Regions from separate parts of the Mus musculus genome. Here all the other regions are linked to region 3. The links are chromatin contacts, called in public Hi-C, HiChIP or PLAC-seq and promoter capture Hi-C maps. All regions are on one chromosome and are shown on one strand. Each heading gives the region's core, a stretch centred on a gene start, on an enhancer-like site or on the middle of the called end of the contact. The rest is flanking DNA. Distances are from core to core; before and after follow the strand shown.

The links. Promoter capture Hi-C pulls out the DNA fragments that hold promoters and counts their contacts. Hi-C and Micro-C count contacts between places; a contact is called where the count stands out from the background. HiChIP or PLAC-seq counts read pairs in DNA pulled down with a chosen protein or histone mark. Capture Hi-C pulls out chosen DNA fragments and counts their contacts.
Region 1: a contact with region 3 is called in a promoter capture Hi-C map of liver, with 5 times the contacts expected there. The contact joins the promoter of Mxd1 here to the promoter of Isy1 in region 3. A contact is called at or near these places in 2 of 39 promoter capture datasets (the C10 cell line and liver), 1 of 484 Hi-C or Micro-C datasets (CD8 T cells) and 1 of 9 other capture datasets (adipose tissue).
Region 2: a contact with region 3 is called in a promoter capture Hi-C map of embryonic stem cells, with 2.1 times the contacts expected there. The contact joins the promoter of Podxl2 here to the promoter of Isy1 in region 3. A contact is called at or near these places in 5 of 39 promoter capture datasets (the HPC-7 cell line, cranial neural crest, embryonic stem cells and 1 more), 4 of 115 datasets of contacts at active chromatin or transcription factors (embryonic stem cells, extraembryonic endoderm stem cells, large pre-B cells and 1 more) and 1 of 9 other capture datasets (embryonic stem cells).
Region 4: a contact with region 3 is called in a Hi-C map of muscle stem cells, with 6 times the contacts expected there. The contact joins the promoter of 1600020E01Rik here to the promoter of Isy1 in region 3. A contact is called at or near these places in 1 of 39 promoter capture datasets (the C10 cell line) and 2 of 484 Hi-C or Micro-C datasets (CD4 T cells and muscle stem cells).
Region 5: a promoter capture Hi-C map of liver shows a contact between it and region 3, with 2.5 times the contacts expected there. The contact joins the promoter of Gmcl1 here to the promoter of Isy1 in region 3. A contact is called at or near these places in 6 of 39 promoter capture datasets (the C10 cell line, cranial neural crest, hippocampal neurons and 2 more), 1 of 115 datasets of contacts at active chromatin or transcription factors (large pre-B cells) and 1 of 9 other capture datasets (adipose tissue).
Region 6: a contact with region 3 is called in a promoter capture Hi-C map of liver, with 3 times the contacts expected there. The contact joins the promoter of C87436 here to the promoter of Isy1 in region 3. A contact is called at or near these places in 3 of 39 promoter capture datasets (cranial neural crest, hippocampal neurons and maxillary cranial neural crest), 1 of 484 Hi-C or Micro-C datasets (B cells), 2 of 115 datasets of contacts at active chromatin or transcription factors (astrocytes and embryonic stem cells) and 1 of 9 other capture datasets (liver).
Region 7: a contact with region 3 is called in an H3K27ac HiChIP or PLAC-seq map of bone marrow-derived dendritic cells, with 4 times the contacts expected there. The contact joins the promoter of Anxa4 here to the promoter of Isy1 in region 3. A contact is called at or near these places in 2 of 39 promoter capture datasets (cranial neural crest and liver) and 1 of 115 datasets of contacts at active chromatin or transcription factors (bone marrow-derived dendritic cells).

Annotation. Positions count from the first base shown.
Region 1 is chr6:86,667,649-86,671,007 of GRCm38.p6, reverse strand. Mxd1 (MAX dimerization protein 1) reads left to right here and starts at 1,849. Exons shown (of 6, transcript NM_010751.3): 1 at 1,849-2,072; 2 at 2,374-2,470. The coding sequence starts at 2,000.
Region 2 is chr6:88,873,470-88,876,791 of GRCm38.p6, reverse strand. It overlaps Podxl2 (podocalyxin-like 2), which reads left to right and starts at 1,746. Exons shown (of 8, transcript NM_001347327.2): 1 at 1,746-1,873. The coding sequence starts at 1,813.
Region 3 is chr6:87,836,563-87,840,328 of GRCm38.p6, reverse strand. It overlaps Isy1 (ISY1 splicing factor homolog), which reads left to right and starts at 1,570. Exons shown (of 11, transcript NM_133934.4): 1 at 1,570-1,685. The coding sequence starts at 1,683.
Region 4 is chr6:86,525,335-86,528,659 of GRCm38.p6, reverse strand. It overlaps 1600020E01Rik (RIKEN cDNA 1600020E01 gene), which reads right to left and starts at 1,330. Exons shown (of 5, transcript NR_037960.1): 1 at 1,227-1,330; 2 at 686-769. Pcbp1 (poly(rC) binding protein 1) reads left to right here and starts at 2,471. Exons shown (of 1, transcript NM_011865.4): 1 at 2,471-3,325. The coding sequence starts at 2,745.
Region 5 is chr6:86,731,253-86,735,010 of GRCm38.p6, reverse strand. It overlaps Gmcl1 (germ cell-less, spermatogenesis associated 1), which reads left to right and starts at 1,633. Exons shown (of 14, transcript NM_011818.3): 1 at 1,633-2,100. The coding sequence starts at 1,847.
Region 6 is chr6:86,437,214-86,440,629 of GRCm38.p6, reverse strand. C87436 (expressed sequence C87436) reads right to left here and starts at 1,956. Exons shown (of 10, transcript NM_001364557.1): 1 at 1,783-1,956.
Region 7 is chr6:86,791,438-86,794,920 of GRCm38.p6, reverse strand. It overlaps Anxa4 (annexin A4), which reads left to right and starts at 1,337. Exons shown (of 13, transcript NM_013471.2): 1 at 1,337-1,412.

The sequences.
Region 1 (3,359 bases), core at 600-3,099, 1.2 Mb after region 3:
GGCGCTAGATACTCTGTTCCTAACTGCAAGTCCTAGTTGGTGTAAGCAATCCTATTCTTGCCACCAAGAAAGGAGATTGCCATATTTCTTAGTCTCTCTGGTGTTTATGTGATTGAGTATTTTTGTTTGGAGTTGAATTTAGACGTGTTTGTGCTTAACTTACTTGCTTTAAATAGTCTCTCTGGCTTGGGTTTCAAACGCTGACCACCCCTTTAAAAAGAAATGTGTGGCTTTTCCGTTAGAGTGACTGTAGGGGTAGAATTATGATCCTGAAATAGGACTGGATTGAAATAAGTTGCTGAGAGCAGAAAGAGAAGACTGAAAAGATGTTATATATTCACAGTAAACTTGGGAGGAAATATGAAAGTGTGGAACCCAAGATGTTAAAATGGCTGAAACAAAGCATTTTATGAATATTAAGTTGGTTACTTTAATAGTTGCATATGATACTTTAATTTTTAACCTTATTTAACAAACAGCATACAATTTTAAAATATTCCAAGTGGTTCTTTTCCACATTCTCATTTCCAAGTTCCATGTCCTCATGAAAAACTGCCTTCAGTGTGTGTGTCAGCATAGAGCCCTTGATTGGATCCTTGAACATACCAGGAACATGGCCTCTCCATCGCACCCAAATCTGTTGTGTGTAATGGCGGTTTGAATTTAGTTCTGTGGCTGTCTGCAGTTCTGGATACCTGCCATTTTGTTGTTGTTATTGTTGTTGGGATCGTTTTGTTTTGTTTCGTCTTGTTTTTGTATAACTATAAGTCAGAGGATTGCCTGGGCAGTTGTGGATGAGATTACAGGGGTTCAGGTCTTTCTCCAAGCCAAGGGGAAACAGGAACGTTATTTGTCTCTGAGCCTCTTTCTTCATGTGCAAATGTAACTAAGGATGACAACCCTCACAGGTTGTCCTGAGGGATGGGAACCCTCTAGGTGGATTACCTGACATATGCATACAGAGAAAGCTAAAACTGTATACTGACAACACTCATACGTTTCATTTTAAACTCCCCTGCTCATTTCAGTTTTCAGACTTCTTACCCATTAGCTTTATTCCTGCCATTTAAATTGAATATGTTGACATTACACTGTAAGTCTCGAATAAGCTCTCATTTCAAAAGTCGCGATGCTCAAGGACCTGTGTTTACAAAGTGAGCTTTCCTGTGGGTGCTGGTGGCCTTGGGGAGAGGCCTGCTCTGAAGTGTTTTCCTCTGGGATGGAAGGGATGGCCTCGGGTTCAGCCTTACTCTATGCACCAGGTCACTCGGTGCGAGTGTGGTATACGGGAGCCGGCTGTTTTCCCCCAACCCCTGGGGTGGGAGCTAGGTGCCACCATCTGCTGAGGTCCCCAGCTAGGCCTGAAGTTCTCCCCGGAGACAGTGGGCAACAGGTCGGCGGCCAGTGGGCGGGGACCCGCCCTGCCCTCCTGCCTTGTAGCCAATCAGCAGCACGGGAGTGGGCCGCTGCTTGGGCAGAGAGGTGACGTCATCGTAGCCGGGAGGTTTCCGAGGATTAGGCCAATGAGGCGCGGGCGCAGCGGCATTCCCTATACTGTACTTGCCCAATACCCGGAGAGCCCAAGGGGGCCCGGCTATCGGCGTAGAGCCAATGGGAGGCAGGCTGAAGCACGAGGCGGAGTTGCGAGTCCTGCAGCCAATGGGGCGTGGGGGGCGGAGCCCGGGCCTTGTCAAGCCCGGCCAACCGGCGGGGGAAGCGGGCTTCTGGGGCGGGGCCGCGGGCACTTCCCCAATCGCGGAGGGCCGGGGGCGGGCCGGGCCGCGGGCGGCCCAATGAGGCACGCCGCCGCCGCGGGCCTGTCAAGGGACGGGGCCGGGGGCGGGCGGCGGCGAGTCGGGATAAACACTCGGCGGTGGCGGCTGGGCTCCTGTCTCCGTGCTGTCCCATCGCTGCCCCTCCTGGCTGGCCAGCGCGGCGGCTCCTCGGTGTTCCCGGCCGGTGGCCCGCGGGCACGGAGAGGCGGCCCGCCGGGTGCAGGATGGCGACAGCCGTCGGGATGAACATCCAGCTGCTGCTGGAGGCGGCCGACTACCTGGAGCGGCGGGAGAGAGGTGCACGGCGGGCTGCGGGCCGGGCGGGCGGCCGCTGGGGTGGTTGGGGCGCGGGCCGGCCGCGAGCGCCAACCCCCGAGCCCGCGCCCCAAAGCCGAGCGCGGGGGGCGGCGAGCAGCTGGAACCTTCCACACCTGCTCCGAACCGAGGGCGTCCACGCCAGGAAAGAGCAGGCATTGTTCTCAGAATTCCGCCTGCCTGCTCCCGCCCGGTGTCCCGGACTCCGACAGACAGACGGACGCGGGGACAGGGTGTCAGTTGCTCTGGGCCCACTTATTAACGGGACCCCTCGGTTTTTTAGAAGCTGAACATGGGTATGCCTCCATGCTGCCATACAGCAAGGACAGAGATGCCTTCAAACGGAGGAACAAGCCCAAGAAGAACAGCACCAGTAGCAGGTAACTGTTCAATGTTCCCCTTCTCTGTAGCTAAAATGACCAAGGCTGATTGTTAGTTGACTTACAGGATTCTAGCCCTACAGATACATTGAGGGTTCAGTAATGTGTTCATGGTGCCAAGCAGTCCTTCTTTTTAAGTTGAGGAAACAGAGGAGAAAAATAGGAATGTCTAACATTTCAGTGTGACTTTTTAAAGCAAGATTAATTCTGCTTTTTACCGTCTGAACAAAGCAAAGCTCTGTGGCTGCTCCAGGCAGGTCTGGCAGCAGGGTTACTGTGTTTGCCTGCTTTACAAGCAAGAGTTTCCTTTAATTCAAAATGTGGCATGGTATCAGTTGATTTTGCTTGTTAATAGAGATTTTATAAATGAAGTATCTGGCCTGACACAGGTGGTAGAAATTTATATTTAATGTGTACATTAAATGCAGTAGTTTGCCTGGTAACCCAATTGTGACCTCTCTTCCTGGTGGCTGAGCAGAGTGATTGAGGGTAGAACCCACTTCTGTGAGAAGATGCATGCTACACTAAGATGTCAGCAAGTTGCAGCCTTTTCCTGTTAGCCTCAGAGATTACCTCATAGCCCTCAAAAGCTGTGAATTTCACCAGTGTTTAGTTAATGGCTGGGAACTCACAGTCCCTGATCCACAATAACATTTCATCTTTGTTACTGTCCCTATGTCCCCCTCCTTGCTCTTAAAATACTAGTTGTAGCTGGGCATGATGGTGCACATCTTTAATCCCAACTCTCAGGAGCACTCAGGCAGGTGGATCTCTGTGATTTGGAGGCCAGCTTGATCTACCTAGGGAATTCCATGTGAGCCAGGGCTACACAGTGAGACCCTGTCTCAGAAAACAAAAACAAAACCACTAACAAGTTGGTAGGAGTCTG
Region 2 (3,322 bases), core at 497-2,996, 1.0 Mb before region 3:
GAAGCAAGTCTTTAGAGGAAATAGCTTTGATACAGCTGAAGTAGGATCAAGCAAGAAGCTGGAACAGTAGGTCTCAGTAGCTCAGGATCCTCGAGGGTGAATCCTGTCAGGGCTGCCTTCTTGGTCTTCCATTCTGCAATATACAAACCTTATCGACATTTGCATTGAAAGTGCGGGGTGCGGAGATCAATTAAGAATGATTTTCTGCTGTTTGAACAGGTGAAAGACAACTGTCTTTCTTTAGAAGTTAGTCTGATCATATAATCAAACTCAAATCTCCATTTACACTATCTGAAAAGATGGTATGTCATAATAAGCCCTGAGAATTTTGTAGTCAATACAATTTGTTGTCTGTATATAGACATTTAAGTCCCAGAGCTGTCCCCAAGTATAGGGATCAGTGTATACATTACCCATCTTGTTGATCTTGCCAGTCTTCCTCTTCTTGTCTGTAGCCAAGATCTTCAGGGAGTCGCCCTCTGTCAAGTCTGATCCTTATTATTTCGGAAGGAGTCCAAAGCCTTTTCTTCTTTTTTAAAACACAAACCTAGAGTCTCTCTCCCAACACAGCATGCCTTTAAGTACAGACTGATTCAATCTAGTAGAAGACTAGGCACTGGGTTTCCTGGAGCTGGAGTTACAGACAGTAGCAAGTGTGGGTGCTGGGAACCAAATCTGGGTCCTCCAAGAGCCACAAACTCTGTGCGGAGCTGTCTCTCTAGCTCCCCTCCCCCACCAGACAATCTTATGTCGCTCAGACTGCCCTGGTCTTAACCTGAATCCCTTCTAGTGCGGTACAAATATTACAGGCGTGGGACAGTCACGCTTCAGTCAGTGTTTTCACTGTCACTTAAAGAAGTGAGACATCTTTCTATCTGAGAATTGCCACAGTTTCTCTCTGTATCTAGAATGGTTTCGCCAAAACCCAGCTTACCCAACATCCATGCATCCTATAAATGTCTCCATAGAAGGTCCCCTCTGCCTCCGTTTGTGCTTAACCTGCCTTCCTACACTTGTGGCTCTGGAACATGCTGAGGAATGTTCCTGCCCTCCTGACACTTAGGAAGAGCAATGCCTGTCGGATTTGCCATATTGGCACAAAAAGAAACTTGAAGTCAAGGAGAAGCGCTGGCTAGAGAGAAAGGTGACTCCCACAAGATGTCTGAAGACAAGGACAAATCTCCTCAGGCTGTGAAAGCCAACTGGAAATTGGGGGTCTAAACTACCCCTGGAAGCTGTAGTGGGTCAGAGGTTAAGAGCATGGACTGACCCAAGTTCAGTTCCCAGCACCCACATGGTGGCTCAACAACCATCAGTGGACTTCAAACACGCACGTGGTGCACATATGTACATGTAGGGAAAACATTCACACACATAAAATGAAAATAAACTACACCCGGCACAGAGTTCAGCTCTCTGCTCTTGCCCAGTCCCTTCACCAAAGCCTGGTCCTCTCCGGCCTTCAGGATCCCCAGGCCACGTGCCCCAACAGGTCCCTGCTGATCCTGGCCTCTGTCTCCTTCGCTGTAACTGGGGCCCGGTCTGCTGCACAAAAGGTTCGGGACCCGCTTCCCAGGGAGGTCCCCCCCCCCGGGTGGCGAAGTGCTCGAGGCCCGAGGTGCAGGTGCGAAGCCGGACTCCGCAATAGGGTCCCGCCCCCGATCCCTCCGCTGCATCGATTGGGCGGATGAGCGCGTGAGTGGCGGGTACGCAGGCCAACGGGGCGCACGCGCGCCGCCGCCTTCGCTTTGCGCGCCCCCGAGGCCGGCCCGGGCGCCGCGGCGCTGCGGCTGCGGGCGGCAACGCTGCACCATGGCCCGGCCGCTGCGGGCCGCCCGACTGCCGCCGCCGCTGCTGTTGCTGCTGGCCGCCGGTGAGTGGGGCCGGGCCAAGCCGCGAGGGCGCAGCGCGCCACGGGCCAGTGCTGGCAGCGCCGCAGAACAAAGGCTGTGGGGCGCGCGGGGTCGGCCGCGCGCGGGGAGGAGGCGGCGGCGCGGGGCCTGGCGCGGGGACCCCCCAGGCGCCCTGTCCTGGGCGCTGGATGCTCCGTGCCACGCGCGCGCTCGAGGACGGCGGCGGCGGGGCCGCTGCACCAGGGTGTCCGCGCCCCACCCCTCGCCAGGTGACAGGTGACAGGTGACCAGTCTGCGGCCAAGGAGCAGAGGGGCGTGTGCGTGTGTGCGCGCGAGGGTGTAGAGAAGCTCAGCAGGGAGGCGAGAGCGCACGGGTGACACCCTTGGAGAAATCGCATCGTAAAGGTCCGGCGGGTACCCAAAGCGCGTGGGCCGGGGATGCCGAGGGCCGAGAAAGAAAGAGCTGCGTGGCCGAGGTGGATGTTTACATGTGCGTGGAGCTTGCCTGGGAAGGCGTGTGCGTGTCGTTGTGAACGCGTGTCCTCGACTGCGCGGGGCAACTTTATTAGGAGCTGACAAAGGGGTAGGTCTGCGACAGCGACTGCCGCCATATGGGGCTGTGTGTGAGACTCGGGTACGTGGTTTTCATTCAGCAGTCACTCCGGATACCTCGTTAGTGTGGGCGTGTGACAGGTCGGGGCCTGAGGCAGGTAAGAAATATGTGTGTGAGGGAGAAAGAGACAGCTTCTCAGGGTAGACATGGGATTCAGGGGTGTGTGCGAGTGTAGGGGGCGGGCACAAAAGCTTGACAGGCTCAGAGGCAAGCCGCCACCACAGAAGGGGAGGGAGGAAGGCTGACTGCAAAGGTGGGTCAGACCAGGACATGGGAGAGCAGCTTTCTCAGGGAAGATCGGAGCTGGGACCCTGTCCTAAGGTGGGCCTGGGGCAGGAGCAGGGTGCTGGGCTGGGTGGGCTACAAGACTTGGTGAACGCGTGTCCTCGACTGCGTCGCTTCCCCTCCAGTGGAGACAGGCATGGGACTGGCCACTAGTGCTCAGGCAGTTACCCCACCAAAACCCACCCAGTGTAATGTATACAAATTCGAGGAGGCGTCTATGTGAAGTCAGGTGAAGACCTTGTTTGATATGAATAGGTGGTGGGCCCTTACTTTGAGACTGTCAATGATAGAACACCAGGAAAATGTCTGGAGAAGGGCGGAGGTGGGAGAACGCTGATTAGGGTTGTACTTAACTGTAATTCCAGCTCTTTGGAACCTAAGGGGCAGGAGGATTGGGAATCCAAGTCCAGTCTGGGCTGCAGAGCAAGACCCTGTCTCTAAATAAATAGATAGATAAATAAAACAAAAAGTCAGAGAGGTAACTGACCCCTCACACTGCTGTGCCTGCCCTGGGCACATTTTATGGGGAAGTGTCTATTGATGTTGGCCTGGGACATCTACACAGACCACC
Region 3 (3,766 bases), core at 321-2,820:
TATATGTTCTAAAGTATCTGTCAGAACCTGTTTGATCCTGAACTACTAGTTCACGCCTCTGCTGAGATCTTGGAAAGCCGATATAGTGAGCTGACCATGGCTGAGATGTACAGCCAAAAACGTCTGCCAAATGCATACCAAAACAAATATTCTGGTTCCTGTCACCTACATCTGACTGCAAATGTCACTGGTTTTTAGCTCAATAAATGCCGTATACCTGAGCTTTGATGCAGTGTGCTTTGGGACAAGAGCCTGCCCACTAGTTGCCAACTAATAAGGGACTCTAATTTGGTCTTATATGCACGGTGGTAACATTCTTGCATGGACTATGACAGGGTACTCTCCTTAGTGTTGACTCAGTGGGAGAGCCCACCACCATTTCCAGAATCCATCTCTGCTAAGTGACTCACGTAGTCTCTAACTTCCCACTTGCTCCAGGTAGCTTTTTCTTCTCTGGACCTTACTCCGTATTTCATTTTCTTCTCATTACGTTTTTGTTTTTCGAGTCGTTTCGTGTGGCTATCCTGGAACTTAACTTTGTAGACTAGCTTCAAACTTCAAAGATATGCCTGCCTTCTGAGTCTTGGGATCCAAGCTGCCTTTTTCTTTAGTTTTTGAGGCAAGTTCTCACTATGCACCCCCGGCTCGCCTGGATTTCCTCTCTATGAAGACCAGGGTGTCCACCAGTTCACAGAAACTGGCCTCTTTTGCCATCAAAATGCTGGGATTGAAGGCATTAGCCAACAAGCCTGGCCTTATCTCTGTATTTTATTTTAATTAATTAATTAATTTGTTTTTTCGAGACAGGGTTTCTCTGTGTAGCCCTGGCTGTCCTGGAACTCACTTTGTAGACCAGGCTGGCCTCGAACTCAGAAATCCGCCTGCCACTGCCTCCTGAGTGCTAGGATTAAAGGCGTTCGCCACCACCGCATCTCTGTATTTTAAAAGATGTGGTCTCTGCCTTCTGGGAATGTGTGGAGAGAGAGCTGATTCCTTGGCTTAAATGTTTCTTTCACGATCACATCTGTCAGTTTCATGGAAACAGCCACCTTTAATAAAGAATAATGATAATTATACACGTTTCTTAAAAGGAGGACGATCATAGTCTCAGTCACTGTTCAGCTCCAGGTAAATGGCAGGCAGCGGTGAAGAAGCCTCCCAGGAAGACAGGTTCGCCCCAATGGCTATGGTTTGCCCCAGTGCCTGCGCCTGGCGGGTCCAGGCAGGTGACAGAACTCCACGCAGGGTCCCTAGGGGCTATGAACACTCAGTGCATTCAGAGAGGTGCAGTCATTTTCAAAAAGGTCATCTGCTGTCATAGAAGACTCAGGAAGGGCAGAGGCAGGCGAATCTTTGACCGCAGTTACCAGCAGAACGAAACCAAACGACAAATGACGCACACATTCCTGCCGCGCAAGCGTAGTCTTGCTGACTTAGGCGCGGGATGACGCACTGGACACGCGTCGGCGGGAAGCCGCCTACCGAAGCTCCACTGCAATTCTCTCCCCTCCCTCGTCCTCCCTCCCTCGCTTCCGGTCCTTAATTTCCGGTCCTTTCCATTTAGTCTTCCGACAAAAAGACCAGACTGTCCGCTGTTTTCCGTTCCCGCGTCTGCCTGCCTTGTTCCGGGCGCCTGAGCACGTTGCGTTGCAGAGCGGCGCCAGGGCGCCCTCGCCGGCACCATGGTGAGTGCGTTGGGGAAGGGATGGGGCTCACGGGGGACCCGAGGTCTGGGCCAGTGTGCGGCCTCGGGCTCCCTGGCCTATGCCGGGATTCTTTTCCCACCTGGCGTAGCTGTAAGAAATGGCAAGAAAACTGAGTTTGGGAGCTGTATTGCGTCTTGGTGGTTCAGTCTGGGTGAAGCACATTATGCGTAGAGACTGAACGGCCCGGGCGTTCTCAGGTTCCACGGATAGGACCTTTTAAAGGGCAGGGTCTCCACGCCTTTGCTTGCCTGAAACCGAGGACAGAATCTGACATTCTCTAGACGTGTGTGACATAACCGTGAGTGAATGAATAGGATGGGCTGATCTGTTGAGAGGTTGTGATTCTCGGTTTCATTCACTCAAGAAGCGTTTAATATGGAAGTATGAGATCAGACACAGTGTTGGTTCAAAGAGGCGCAGTTACTGTAGTAATTTCAAAGTAAAGTGTCCGTGGACCTCGAGAGATGGCCCAGTGATCAAAAACCACTTCACTTTGGTTCCCAGCACCCACATGGTTGCTTACAATCATCCAAAACTCTAGTTTTAGGGGATCCAACACCCACTTGTTAAGTGACACTAGACACTCATGTGGTGCACTTACATGCATACATGCAAAGCACTCATACACATACAAAAAATATTAAAAAATTAAAGGTAAAAATCCCCTTAAAAGTATACGGAGTGGCTTTCATACTTCTGAGATTTATTGATGTCTTTGAAATCTGTATAGTCTTATCTACAAAACCAGCCCATTTTGGTAGATATTTATCTATATGCATATACCAAATTATGTTTAAGGATCAGGTGTAAGTATATGCATAACCACGTGCAAAATATGGACACATTCAAATATATAGGCCTTCTTGTCAGTCTGTGCTTTATAATACTAAGTAGAAAAAAAACATTAATACACTTTGGGCGGGGTGGTATTTACACATACATAGGGGCAAACAGATACATACTCCTGTTAAATAAAACAGATGCATAAACATTTAAGGAAGCCATGGAATGCTTACAGAGGATGTTTTGGACACTACAGACTGTTGAGAACAGAAACCTAAAAAGGAGAGGAAACAGTGGTCTTGAACAGCTACTTCTGAAGGAGGGTGTGTCCTGTATTGATGTCATGTTCATATATCCACCTTCCACTGGCCAGGTTCCTTTCAGAGTTGATTGGAAGGGGCAATCTGAAGGGCAAGTTAAATTAAACTCATCTTGCTGACTCTCTAGACTGTGTGTCTGTTTCTGCTTGACTTCATGCGTTTATCTGAGTAAGTCATCATAACGTTGCAAGATAAAAGCTACAATATGTGCTGTGAAGGGAAACTTAGATTTTGGTGAGACCACGTCTCAGTGATGGTGAGAGGAAGAGCTAGGAGCAAAATCTCTAGTTCCAAATTCAGCAGGTGCGCTTTCTGTGTAGTTCACAATCCAACTGAAAAAAACTGTTCTCTTCCTGATCCTGTGTAACATTTAGGGACCATTGACTTAACACTGCTGCGGCAGCACTTAAATGAACATCACTTTGCAAAAGCCAGTCTTGATGCTCTCCTCTGATAGCCACTGGCAGCAGACAGACAACTAGGCTGTTTTCTGGTTAGAGTGGTGTATGGTGGTGCATACGTTATCGTATCAGGAGTGAGAGAGGGGTCAGAGAGGTTAATAGATATGATCACAGTACATTCTGCACATGTGTATGATTTTAAAAAATAAAAACCAGCCTGGTGATGGCAGCGGCACATGCCTTTAATCCCAAAGATCGGGAGCCAGAGGTGGCCAATCTTTAACTTCAAAGACAGTCTAGTCTACAGAGCAAGTCTCAGGACAGCCAGGGCTACACAGAATATGCTGTCTCAAAAAGCCAGAAACCAACCAATGGTAGGTTTAGATTTTTTACAACCTATTTTTAATGAGGGTTCTTAAATGTTTTAATGTCCCTTCTAGTCCATCATCCATCAGAGGCAGTGGAAAGGAAAGATTAACAGAGCAGAGGAGGATGTGTACCTGTTGAGAAATAGTTCTTTGGAGCAAATCTAATTTTCATTGTCAGGATATCAGCA
Region 4 (3,325 bases), core at 81-2,580, 1.3 Mb after region 3:
AACCAGAAATCCATCCACAAGCAACTGAGGAAAGCAAGTCTCTAGGGAACTGCTCGCTTGCTCCCTTGGAGCCAGGTGGAGGGAAATGGGCCTCAGATGAGGCCAGATGAACAGATACTGAACTTTTGGGCAAGCCTGAATCACATCCTCTTCCTGTCCTCATCCAGAGGCTTTGTAAAATAATATTTGAGCCTAAACAAATGTCACTAACACCAGGAATAAGTGAAGGCACGGAACATACAAACAGGTGCGGGGCGGGGGGGGGGGGGGGGGGGGGGGGGGTTCTGAGTGGCTCCTTTAGAAATGACAAGTTCACACAAGTCAGTTCTTTTCTTTCTCTTTTTTTTTTTGAAACAGGGTATCACTTTGTAGCCCCAGCTGGCCTCAAATTCTCAAAGATCTACCTGTTTCTGTTTCCCCAGTGATGGGATTAAAGGTGTTTCCTACCATGCCCTCAACATGCCAGTGGTGGCACATCCTGTCATTCCAGTGTTTGTGAAGTGAGACAGGAGGATCCAGAGCTCAGTGCCTCTGCACTGAAAAAAAAAAACCACACACACAAAACTGTGGCGTAGTGGTAGACAGCTTGGCTAAAAAGTTAGAGATCCTATGTCTGATAACCAGCTCAGCAAAATTAAATTCTAAAACTCTGATTCAAATAAAAAAATCTGCAAAAGGTGCTCACCAGTAGAGAAATCAGAAGATATAGGTTCCATCCTGTGTAACCTTGGGTCATTCACTTCATTCATCTCTCTGGGATTGTCTTGCTCTGTTGGGGAAAAGAAAGAGAAATAAATACCCACTTCATGGAATTTTCAATTAAAAAAAATATATATTGCATGGGATAAAATGTTTAGAATGGAATCTGCTGTGGCACACCCACACCCACAATCTGTTCCTCTTGACTGTAAAGGTGGAAAAGTGGACATAACTGTGAACTTTAGGATCACTGGACAGTTGAATAGTGAGACATTGCCATTCTATGGCTTATTAGGCATAACAATCTTAAATCAGTTACAGCACCACCTGTACAACATCTAGAAAAAAACTAGAAATTTTTTCTAGATGCTTGGGTACTTGGTTACATACTGTGCACACACGCGCGCACGCACACACACAGGCACACACCTGCCTGCCATTACTCAGTTTTTTAAAAATCCCGTGTCAGGCCTGCATTTTATTTATTCTCCTGCCCACCAAGGGAATTAACTTTCTTCCAAAAGCACCTCTTGCTGTTTCATCCTATGGGAAATTCTGAGACTGATGAAAGGCACATTCTAGAGCTTTCAGACCCGGCCCAATTTTTCGATGGCGACACGTGTCGCCATTTTGTTGGGAAACATGGCCGCCAGCCCTCCCCGCTCGGGGGTGGGGTGGCGGTGGGGTGAGGAACGCCACGCTGGTCCTTTCGGCCAAGTATTAAACAACACGTTCCTTCACACGACCTCCTCCAGGCTGACTATGGCGGCGGCACGAGGAGCCGGCAAAGAAAGCACAAGGCGCTCTCCAGCGTCTCGAGGGCCATTTCCCGGCGGGAGGCCTCGGTCAGGGCGACCTCCCAAGATGGCGGCGGCGCCCAGGCTTGGCCGCCTCCCGAAAGCGTGGTCCAGGCGGCGGGCGAGCCAGCGCGGACATGCGGGGGGCCATGCCGGCACGCCGTCAGTGCGCACCGCTCCTCTAAGGTCTCGGGAACTATCGTGGGACATAAAACACGAGGGCAGGAGGTAGCGCCTCCGAGGGCTTCCCTAACCGGAGCCGACCAAGTGCAAACAAAGCATTATGTAAGTGGACGCCATTCCAGCGGCCCCCGTTCCTAACGCCACTAGCCCGAGCGGCACTCGCCGGGGCGGGTGACTCTCGCTCGAGTCTCTCTGCGTCGCGGACGCAGCCGCCGGACGGAGGCCAAGGTGGGGGCTGGGACCAGGCGCCCGGACGCCGGGGACGAAGGGGCCCCACGTGCCCAGCAGAGCGCGTGCACAGCCGCCGGGCCGCGCCTCGCCTCGCCGCCCCTCCCCCCACGGAAGCCAACGCGGGCCGCTCGCGCCCCCCCTCGCTGCCGCGCATGCGCCCTGGTCCCCTCCCGCGCACGTTTTCGACCCGCGGCGGCCTAGCTCCCGCCTGCAGCGGCCTCCGCCGATGCCTGTATCGCTCCGCCATCGAATCCTTGGGCGGACCGGGAAACAATTATCTGTCCCCGGCACAAAACCAGTATATTTTCCCAGTCCCCTGCCGGAGCCGCTAGGGTTAACAAAACACGTGCTCCCTCTCAATCTCTGCCGGGTCCCCAGTTTTGCCCACGTTGTCCGTTTTCAACCCGACGGCGGTGCCACCGGGTTATTTTTCTCAAGGGTCGCGCGCGCTGGCGCAGTCTTGTGACCTAAAAAAGCCGGTCCTCTTTTTTTTCTCCTAGGGGTCCTGCGCGGAAAGCACTTCCGGGGTCAGAGGGTACGCGGGGTTGAAAGCGGGCTTCCCGCCCCGCCCAGACCGCCGAGGCTGCCGCCGGAGTCGCCACCGCCGCGCCCTCGCCCACCCGCCCGTCGACCGCTCCCGGTCCCGCTCGCCCCCGTCGCCGCCGCCGCCAGTCCTGCGACGCCGCCGCGGCCTCCCGCCCGCGCCCGCCCGCTCCTGCGGCCCCCCGCTCGCCTCGCGCCGGCAGTTCGGGCCTACTCCTCCCCTCCCCCGCCAGCCGCCCAGGACTTGACCACGTAACGAGCCCAACTCCCGAACGCCGCCCGCCGCTCGCCATGGACGCCGGTGTGACTGAAAGCGGACTCAACGTGACTCTCACCATTCGGCTGCTGATGCACGGAAAGGAAGTAGGCAGCATCATCGGGAAGAAAGGGGAGTCGGTGAAGAGGATCCGCGAGGAGAGCGGCGCGCGGATCAACATCTCGGAGGGGAACTGCCCGGAGAGGATCATCACGCTGACTGGGCCTACCAATGCCATCTTTAAGGCCTTCGCCATGATCATCGACAAGCTGGAGGAAGATATCAACAGCTCCATGACCAACAGTACGGCGGCCAGCAGGCCCCCGGTCACACTTCGGCTGGTCGTGCCCGCCACCCAGTGTGGCTCCCTGATCGGCAAGGGCGGCTGCAAGATCAAGGAGATCCGCGAGAGCACCGGGGCCCAGGTCCAGGTGGCGGGGGATATGCTGCCCAACTCGACCGAGCGGGCTATCACTATCGCCGGCGTGCCGCAGTCCGTCACCGAGTGTGTGAAGCAGATCTGCCTGGTCATGCTGGAGACGCTCTCCCAGTCTCCACAGGGGAGAGTCATGACCATCCCGTACCAGCCCATGCCGGCCAGCTCGCCAGTCATCTG
Region 5 (3,758 bases), core at 384-2,883, 1.1 Mb after region 3:
TTGTTTTTGTTTTTTGTTTTGGTTTTTCAAGACAGGGTTTCTCTGTATAGCCCTGACTGTCCTGGAACTCACTCTGTAGACCAGGCTGGCCTCGAACTCAAAAATCCGCCTGCCTCTGCCTCCCGAGTGCTGGGACAATGTTTTAAGATGACCTCACGTATGTTTCATATTATGTACATTCCTGCGTGTCCCCTGCAGCCACCGTAGTTCTCTTCCTCCCACTTCTCCTTCAACCAGCCTCAGCTACACACCCTCAGAATTTCTCAAACATGAGAAATTCCTCAGTGGCTCACAAAGGACATATACTGCTATAACGGAGTGCAAATGGTGAATTGATGCAGTCAGTTCCGGGGGGGGGGGGGCGAAAAACTGGCAAGAACTCGTAAAGTTGAAAATTTCCCAAGAGCCCGTTTCTGGGATCTGCCTGATGAAGCTTTTGCGAGTGGTGTTCCTGAAAGAGCATCTACGTAGAAATAACTGAAACCCCTTGGCAAGGGAGTAGGCAAATGATGTGTCTAACAATGAGCAGTGACAATAACTAGAGATTCCATTCAAAGTATAGTTTTAGGAGAGGAGAAATCATAGGTTTGGGATGGTCCAATTCCATTTAAATTACATGTCTGAATGTGCAGCAGAAGAGTGGTTATACGTGTAAAGACATGCATAGAAATGGCACAGAGAGGGAGAGGCTGGAAACTGAGAATTAGTACACAAGGGGTTTCTCATTCCCCACTATATATCAATAAAGCTAAAGGGGAGTGAATCAAAGTAAGTGTGATAGAATTCCAAGCCAGTAGTAGGTCCACAGGTACTTGTATTGCTCTGTTTGAAACATTCTATTATAAACATTTTACTTTGAAAGGTATAAAAGGCAGGTATGGTAGCTCAGTGCCTCAACTCCTAGCACTTAGAGGCTGAGATAGGCGGACTTCTGAGAGTTCCAGGGAAGCCTTGGGCTTCAGAGTGACACTTTTCCTTGAAGAAAATTTAAAAAAAAAAAAAAATCGAGGGCCAGGGATGTAGCTTAGTTGGTAGAATGTTTGCTTAGCATTCAAGAAGCCCTGCATCTGATACTCAGCATTTCAGGTCCACGAAGGTGATGTGACACATACATGGCTGTAATCCCAGCTTTCAGGGGGTAGAAACAGGAGATCAAGAGTTCAAGAGCATCCTATACAGTGAGTCGAAGTATGTAGTACGAGACACTGACACAATAAAATAATAATTAAATCAAAACAAGGCAGCAGAAGGAAGGCAAGACCTGGAGGCTAGCTGAGGCTCCAGACTGAACCCGGTCAACACAGCTGGGTGACGGTCATCTATCTAACCGGGCCAGTCGGGTCCTAGAGCCCTGGAAGCAAAGGCCATGTTGGCAAGTCCGTCCTCTTATTAACCGTACAGGGCTGGATGAGACCCCGGAATCGAGGAAGCTTACGGGAAGAACCAGCGACAGAGATCCCGAGATCTGTTAGGCATAAGCACACAGTGCCCACGCCCCTCCGTTGAAGCCGGAACCGCGGAAGTCAGACACGCACCGGGGCTGAGCGCCGCAGGGACGGGCCAGCAGCCTGCGCATGCGCAACCTGCAGCGCAGGCTCCGTCCTCCCGCCCCGCCTTTTCCGGAGGCTCGCCTTGCGCCTGCGCCCTGCGGCGCGCGCTTTGTTGGGAGAAGGAGGGGGCGAGGTCTAGCGAAGCCGGTCCGCTGAGGCGCTACGGGCGGGGCTGAGGATGGAGGTGACTGCGTTCGCGGCGACGGTTGGGGCTGCGCGCGAGGCGGCAGCGGAGTAGGCGGTGGAGATACGGGCATGGCGGGGCGGCCCCTCGGTGCTCCCTAGGCGCCGGAGCCATGGGCGCTCTCAGCAGCCGGGTGCTGCGGCCCGCAGGGCGCACAGAGCAGCCCGAACCCACGCCCGGGGCTGGGGGCGCGGCCCGCAGGTCGGACGCCGGCGAAGATGCGGGCCACAGCTTCTGTTACTGTCCGGGCGGCCGCAAGCGCAAGCGCAGCAGCGGCACATTCTGCTACTGTCACCCCGACTCCGAGACAGACGACGACGAGGACGAGGGCGACGAGCAGCAGAGGCTGCTGAACACGCCGCGCAGGTACGGAACGCCCCGCACCTTGGGGGGCCTGACCCCGGTGTCCTTGACAGGAGAGCGCGGGAGGGTCGGTGCGGGAGGTGAGTGCCCGCGGAGCAGATGGGAGCTGGGCGTTTGCAGACAGACCTAGGTCAGTGCGGGAGCGGGCGCGTGCCGGGCAGACCTGGGGTCAGTGCGGGAGCTGGGCATTAGCAGACAGACCTGGGTCAGTGTAGGGTCTGGGAGTTTGCAGATAGACCTGGGTTAATACGGGAGCTCGCGCGTGTTGGGTGGACCTGGGATCAGTGCGGGAGCTAGAAAGCTTAGGGTTCTGCACATTAAACAGAAGCTTCCTGAGTGTCAGAGCCTCAACCTGAGCCTAAAAGGACTAGCCAGAGCTTCCGCGTCCCTTCCGTAGCAGGCGTTTGCTTTTTGAATAGGATAGCCACGGGAAATTTTACTGTGCATCACTAGCCATAAATCAGTAAAGAGAGGAGCATAGTAGTCCCTGAGATGGACATCTCTCTGTGTTGTCACTAGAGGGACCAGTGATGGAGATTCGCCCAGTTAAGAACAAAGTCTGCTTGTTGAGGTGGGCTGCACTCTGTGTAGGTTGCATAAGATTTTTTTGAGGGAAGAGTTGAAAAAAAAAAATCATTGCTTGTGAAATAGATGTGGCGTATACCAGAATATACTGTGCAGTAAGGATTTTTTTTTTCTCTTTTTAAGGTCACTGTTAGACTCACACAGATGTAATTTTTTAATGAAATTTTTAAAAAGGATCTGCTTATGGACATTGCATTTTTGTTGACAAAAAAAGTGTAGGTGAGCCGGGCGTGGTGGCGCATGCCTTTAATCCCAGCACTCCGGAGGCAGAGGCAGGCGGATTTCAGAGTTTGAGGCCAGTCTGGTCTACAGAGTGAGTTCCAGGACAGTCAGGGCTACACAGAGAAACCCTGTCTAGGAAAACCAAAAAAAAAAAAAAAAAAAAAAAAAAAAAAAAAAGTGTAGGTGGTAGAGTTGGAGCTCAGTGGTAGCGGTAAGATATGTAAATATCTTAGGTTAAAAACTAGGTTAATATAACTTTTCATTAGGGGGTGAATATATTCACAAGATGGATGTTCTAATGAGTTCCAATTCTGAATTCCTATCTGTATTCTGCACTTAATATACTCATTTTCATATGTAAAGTAGAACTATTATTGCCACCTCAAAGAGTTACGCAGATTTTGCAAGGTATTACAATCCTGCAGTAAGCCTCTGGTGGCTGAGACAAGAGCATCAAGTTGGAGGTCAGTCTGAGCCACAAAGTGACTTAAAGGCCATTCTGGGCTGTATCCAGACACCCTGGAGAGAAGAGAGAGGAAGGAAGGGCTGGGAGTGTTGAGACTCTCACAATCTGAGAGTGAGCACAAGTGCAGTGCCCCCCCCCCCCCCCCCCCCGGTTTTAAGATTTGTTTTTATTTATGAGTATGTGGATTTGTGCACATTCCTGCAAAGTCCTGGAACTGGAGTTACAGAGGTGTTGAGCTCCCTAATGTGGGTGTTGGGAATTGTACTTGGGTCCTTTGGAAGAGCAGTGTGTGCTCTTTACCACCGAGACACCTCTCAGGCCCCAGAGTGCCTGTCTTTGTGCATTTGGTATTAGAACTCTTTGATGAACAGGCTCTTATGTCATAAGA
Region 6 (3,416 bases), core at 707-3,206, 1.4 Mb after region 3:
TGAGACCCATGTACTCTTTCTTTCCTTCTCTCTCTCTCTCTCTCTTTTTGGTTTTTCGAGACAGGGTTTCTCTGTATAGTCCTGGCTGTCCTGGAACTCACTTTGTAGATCAGGCTGGCCTTGAACTCAGAAATCCATCTGCCTCTGCTTCCCGAGTGCTGGGATCAAAGGCGTGCGCCACCACGCTCGGCTACTATTTCTTTTATTTATTCTTAAGATAAGGTTTTACTCTGTGACCTGAAACTTATTATGTACCTGAGGCGGGCCTTAAACTCTAGATAATCCTTTTATCTCAGCCTCCTAAGTGATAGGGCTACATGTATGGACCACAGTGTTGAGCCATATATTTCAATAAATGTAAATATCATAGTAAACATAGCTATTTCCTTTGTACACTTAACATTTTCGGAACCTGAAAAACTGTTTCCAAAGGGGCTGAAACCTATTTCCTGTGTCAGGCTATGTGCATATGAGTACAGGCAGCCATAGCCAACAGGCTGCACTGCATATGTCTGGAACTGTAGTTACAGGTGCTTGTGAGCTACTAGACATGGGTGCCGGGGACTCAACTCAGATCCTCTGCAAGAGCAGTATGTATTCTTAACTACTGGGTGGTCTTTCCAGCTCCCACCTCTTTTTTGAAGATAGGGTCTTACTATGTACACCTGGCTGTACTCAATATGTGGACCAGGCTGGCATCCAAATCACAGATATCCCTCTATGAGATTTTGTACCTGCAGAATAGGAAAAGGACTTCCATTAAAGAACTAAGTACAGTGTGCTGAGTAAGATGCGACTGTAAAGCCATTAAAAACAGTTGAGATCTGTATACCAGTAACAAAGCTTAGTGCTTTGTGTATGCTATGCTTGGTTTTGAAAGGAAAGGAAAGGGGAAAATGGGGCTGCAGAGATGGCTAGTGGTTAAAAGTGTGTATTGCTCTTTTAGAGGGCCCAAGTTTGGTTCCAAGCAGTAACATCAGGGCTCATCTGCCTAAAACTCTTAATTCTGGGAAGTCCAACTCCTTTGACACACTGGATATACACACATGCATACACAAAAATCTTTTTTTAGAAAAGACTTTAAGGACACAGCATAGTTGTCTATTTCCTCAGCAGTAATTTGAGACCCGAGAAATGGAGGTTTAATCTCATTTTTTTTACTATTCGAATTTGAAAACATGTATCACTACGAATTATTACAGAGTTTTTTTCTTATTTTCCTTTTTTGGGGTGTGGTGGGGCGGGAGGTAGGGGGCAGGATTTCTTTGTATCGCTCTGGCTGTCCTGGGATGGACCGGGGAAGCCTCGAACTCAGAGACTCGCCAGTCTCTGCCTGTAGAGTTCTGGTATTAAAGGAGCTCGTCACCATACCCAGTTTGTTCTTTTCTTTTTGAGACAAGGTCTGTTATGTAGCCTAGCTGTCCTGGAATTTGAGATCTTCTTGCCTTCGCCTCCCGAGTGCTGGGATGACAGGCTGCGCCACCACGCCCGGCTTGCAGACTCTGTCTTAAAAAAGGATACACAAGGAACGCGACTTGTGAAGGAGCTCCGCTGGAAACCTGAAGGGTCTCCCGATGATTGTCTCTTCTCAGCAAGAGGGTGAGCAGCGCCTGGCGCTGGCTGAGGGAACCCGAGGCGCGGTAGGCTGCCCCCTGTCCCATGCGGCCGCTGAGCTGGTCGGTGTGGGGACGCTGTTTTGGGCACGTGAACACCGCCCCAAGTAAGAAAGAAGTATTCGAGTGCATGCATTCACACAAGGGATCCTGTGGAGGCGCTATTTACCCATTTTAGGAATAAAACTGTCTGGTTGGATCGAGACGTCACAGCTCGCAGACCTTTACTGATTGTAGAATCAGCCCGGTCACTGTCAAATAACAGAGTCCGGGCCACAATTCCTCGGTGTTGTTTAGGGGAGCGCGCCTAAGCTCAGCTTCCGGGAACGGCCGGCTGGAAAACGCACTTCCCATGCGACCCGCTTCCCGGCATCCTGCGCAAAACGCCCACTTCCGGCGGCGTCAAACTGAGGGCCCAGCAAAAATGTCAGCAGTCCGACACGCAGTTCCCCGAACACTTTTTCCGCCTCTGTTCCCACCCTAAGCCGTGCTCCGCCGGTGCTTGGCCTCTCCCACTTTGCCCCCTTACCTGCCTCGCAACTCTAGGAATCTCGTTGGTGACGACCCTCGCCGCGTCTCTTCTCCTTTTACAAACGGACTTTTACAAACACGTCCAAACTGTTTGCTTGTAACGACGGTCGTTATTGGTCAGATCAGCCCACGTGCGCCAAGGGCCCGCTCACCTCCGCTGAAGTGGCACCATGGGATTTGTAGTATTTCAGGGGAGTGCTCTCTTTTGGAAAACTACAGAGAAGGCTCAGGGTGCTGACACTTTGTGGCTTTACCTAAACGTACAGAACACACCAGCAAGGGCTTCCCGGTGGTCCCTAGTACATCGAACCTGAACAATTCTGTGCTGAAAACAGTTTTACTGGAATCGGAAGCAGAGCTCGCCTGAGCTTGTATGGTTTTCTCTCGCTTCGCTCTTACACATTATTGAACGACTCCCCCCTTGGAAAGAGCCGAAATAGACTTTATGTATATTTGTTCTTCAGAATCGTAAATCCCCGGCACCAATATTGTGTTTCCTGGAACTCTTTCTGTAGATCAGGCTGGTCTCGAACATAGATCCGCGGGCCTCTTCCCTCCAATGTGTTGGGATTAAAGACATGTGCCACCACCGCACTTCAGAAACACTCGGAAAGCTATGGTGCCTTAGGTGAGGCCGGTGTGTTCCCATAGCTTGGACACCTACTGGTGGTGCGCTGTAGGCACAATTGCTTTGCTCTAGCCAAATTTTACTTTTCTCCGTTACAGTGGCCCTTTTCTGGGATCAGATTTTTCTAATATTGTTTCAGAAACTGAAGGAACTAAAAAAAGAGATGTTTCCTCTCGCCACAATTTTTATTTGCTGTTAAGTTCAAAAGCATTCATATTTATACCTGGATCACATGGCTAGTTAGTTCCTAGCAACTGCCTCAAGTGGTGACCAGAGAGCATCAACCCTCATTTCTTTGCCTGGCATTGGGAAGTGTTTCTCCTTTGTTCTATAGTTCAATGTCAAGCCCTCCAATAGAGAGACATGCAGACAACATCTTTCTGGATGCTGTTTCTCTCCTTTCTCATTAAGTGTGCAGTGGTTCATGAAAGACCTTGTGATCCTCACCTCCCTGTCTTCAGAACCAGCCAACTTGGGTGTCCTCACACCAAGCTCTCCCAGGCTGCAATTTTCAACTGACATTTAAAAAAAAACAAAAAACAAAACAAAACAAAAAAAGCAGATAAAAACAAACAAAACAAAACAAAAAGCCGGGCCGTGGTGGCACACGCCTTTAATCACAGCACTTGGGAGGCAGAGGCAGG
Region 7 (3,483 bases), core at 88-2,587, 1.0 Mb after region 3:
CTGGAGGTCAGCCCTTCCCTGATCCCAGACCTCAGATCCCAGATGAGCCTGGGTCAGATGGAGTCCTGGCCTTTGTTTCCCATAAAAGACTCAGGTGGGGACTAGCACTGAGTCTTCCCCGAAGACAGGTCTTCAATTCCCAGCAGCCAAGGGATCCTATGCTGGTGTGTAGACATACAGACAGACAAAAATCTGTACACATAAAATAAGTAAAATGCACACGTATTTATATGTAATAGTAAAAGCCTCTGTCTGTGGCTTCCCTACCTGGGCTAGGGCAGACTTTGGGAGAAGTGACATCAGAGGCCTGTGGCCTGGTTGCACTTGCTATAAAGATCAGCTTAGCTGTGGGCTAACTACAGTTCCTAGACACTAACCTTTATCCACCCCCCACCCCACCTCCCCTGCATGTAATTACTTTTAAAAGGATACAATAGTCTTGAATCTTCATTTTGTCCTTCCTATTACCATGATTAATTTTGTCTTCCCTTGTGGAAGCTTAGAAACATATAGACTTTGGAACATGAAAAAACAGGCCCAAGTCTAGATCAGCCTTCCTCCTCCTGACCCCCTCAGCCTTCCTCCTCCTGACCACACAATAAGCCACCTCCTCTAGCTACAGTTGCTGATACAATTTAAAATAATGACCACCTAGGTTTTGGTTGGCTAGAGAGCAAACACTGCCCAAAGCGACCCATTCTTTGTTAAATGAAATTGGAGGTTGCCTGTGGAGCCTCTGTTGCCTGCACCTGCCTCTGTTCTTCAAGCATTCATTATCCTTGTAGCAAGAGGCATGTGCCTCCGTGTCCAGCAAGGAGCCAGAACCAGGCTGGCTAGCAACCAAGAAATGCTTCAGTTGGAAGTTTAGTGGGAAACCCAGAGTTGCTTCTAACCCCGGTCCCAACGGTGACCTGTACCTGTCTCCGAGAACCCTTCCCCTGACTTTGAGGATTGCATCTGTCTTCTTTAAGGGAGGCGTGCAACTGCTGAGAATTTTCTGGAACGTATGTTATAATGTGAAAGGAGGACATGGACTGTGTCCTCAGATGTCACGTTCTGATTTTTCAAGTTACACTCTAGACTGGAGCGCCGAGGCCCCAAGTACGTTGTGCGACCCCAGCAGGACGCGAGGCTGAGACCCTGGGAGTCTGGTTGTGCAGGGTCAGGGTCCTGAGTGGGCTCGCTGTCCTCAGTGGGGTTAAAGGCCGAGTGCGTGATCTGCCTCAGGCCCCTCCTGGTGCTGGGGGCGATTCTCGTGCTCTAGCTGCGCTTCTCCGGGGAGGGACTTTCCTGTGGGCAAAGGGACAACCAGGAACTTGGGCTCAGTCTCCACCCCGAGACTGGGCGGGTCCTATCGGCCGGGACGAGGGTGTGGCATTCGCCGTAGTCTAGAGCCTTTCTCCGCACCAGAGGTAAGGGGCTTAGGGCAGTGGTCCGGACCTCCGCCGCGGGCTCTGGGGTCTGGGTGTGGGTCCTAGGCTCCGGGCAGGTGTCCTAGGCTCGGACCTGGAGATCTAGACTTCATTTGGGGAATCCTAGGCTGGGTCGCAGCTGGGGCCTGGAAACCTGAACTTAACCTCGGGATCCTGGGCTCGCCCGCTGTCCTAGGCTTGGACCTGGGAATCTTGGGCTCCTGCCGGTTGTCCTAGACTGTGGCTGGGGATCTTGGGCTCAGGGACCGGGTGCTGTGACCAGAGGCGGGTTCTTTGGGCCACTTGGCTCCGCGCCCTGGAAGCGTGAGGTCCCGGACCGGAGCAGCCACCTGGGAAACGTGGGGAGGAGCAGGCAGTGCCGCACGGTGCACAGCACTCCTGCAGTCCTTTGCTGAGTCAAAGCCCCCCCGGGACTCCGCACTGAGGATAAGCCACTGAGTTAACATTCTCTGAAGCTCACTCCAGCACTACTTGTGTTGCCTTTTCTTTTTGCAAGTAAGTTTGCTTTCTCGTCTTCTTAGGGCGCTCCTCGCCTCTCTTGTAGCGAACGGTCTCCACACAGTGCCTGGCGCCCAGGAATCATCTTATTCTTAGTTTTTATTCTGTGTCTGCCTGTGTCTACATTTTAACTTAGTCCTCGGTGCTTTGACCAGTTGGAGACTTTGGCGCCTAAGACAATTGGCGGTTTAACACTTTGCTGGCTCAATGTGCACCTCAAGGGTATGAAAGCCTCCATTTACTGGAGGAGCACTCTGGGCCTTAAGCAACTGCGCCTTTCATTAAAACTGGGCACTTTAGTGGATGGTGGAAGGATGGATAGGATGGCCGGTTGTTACCTATCCCTCTGCCCATCATTCCCAGACTCACTGTTTCCTTAGGTGGGAAGCAACTCCATTTATGGCCGTGAGTCCCTAGAGAACGGAGGAGAGAAGAACAAGAAGAGAGGACCAGGCATATATTCAGTTGATAGCGTGCCCCCAGCACACCAGAAGCCTTGGGTTTTATCCTTGGCTCCAAATAAATCAGGTGTACGTTTGCCTTTGAGGACAGTTTGGAGAAAATGACAGTCCCAACCCAAGCAACACCCTTTTGGAAGCTTCCCGTTTTAGATTTAAAAGGAATAGAATCTCATACTTCAGGACAATCGGTAGTTCAGGGTAATATTGGAGGGTAGTCTGGACTATTCGAGATCTGGCCTTCAAAAAAAGAAAGACCCAGCCAACAAAAAACCAAAACCAACACAAGAGTAGTAGGTAGGGGCTGGAGGTCTTGGTTCAAGAACACTCGATGCTCCCAGTACCCACTCCAGATGGCTCCCAACTGCCTGAAGCTCCAGATCCAGGGTGTCTGACACCCCATTGTGGGCTTGGAGAACACACACACACACACACACACACACACACAATTAATTAATTTAATGCTTTTGTAAAGAGTGTGCAGGAGAGGTTGAAAACTAGATTGAGATTACCACAGCCACTTGAGAGCCACTAACTTCAGTGATGGCCATTTTGCCAAAGCCAGTCAACTCAGCTTTCTGTTGATTTCAGGGCACACACACACACACACACACACACACACATGTACACTCACCCAGTGGTCCTAGAGACACAGAGCTATTAGGGAAAGGGTGATGATTTCCTCCTAGCTGGAGTCCCTGCTTTGGTCAGGGATCTTCTTTTTCTCTGAAAGCAGTCTGGAGATTAACAGGTCAAGCTGTGCCTGCCAGCCATCAGTACCCACAGGGTGAGCCTCTTGGTCCTCCCTCAGCCATCAGTGCCCACAGGGCAAGCCTCTTGGTCCTACAGCCCTACATCCCAGGGCACATTGCTTTGTCTGTGACCAGCCAATCCTTTCTTTTCCTGATCTTGCTTGCATAGTTGTAGGCTACCCTGATCCTCTCCAAGAGAGAGCAAGGTGAGGGGTCTGCACTGGAGATGGGTCATGTGTCAGGGAATGGGGGAAGCTACAGAGTGAGTAAGCAGATTTTTCTTTAAGTGTCAGTTTCACCCAATTACTCAACTAAAACCATGTTTTACATTTAAATTGTAGG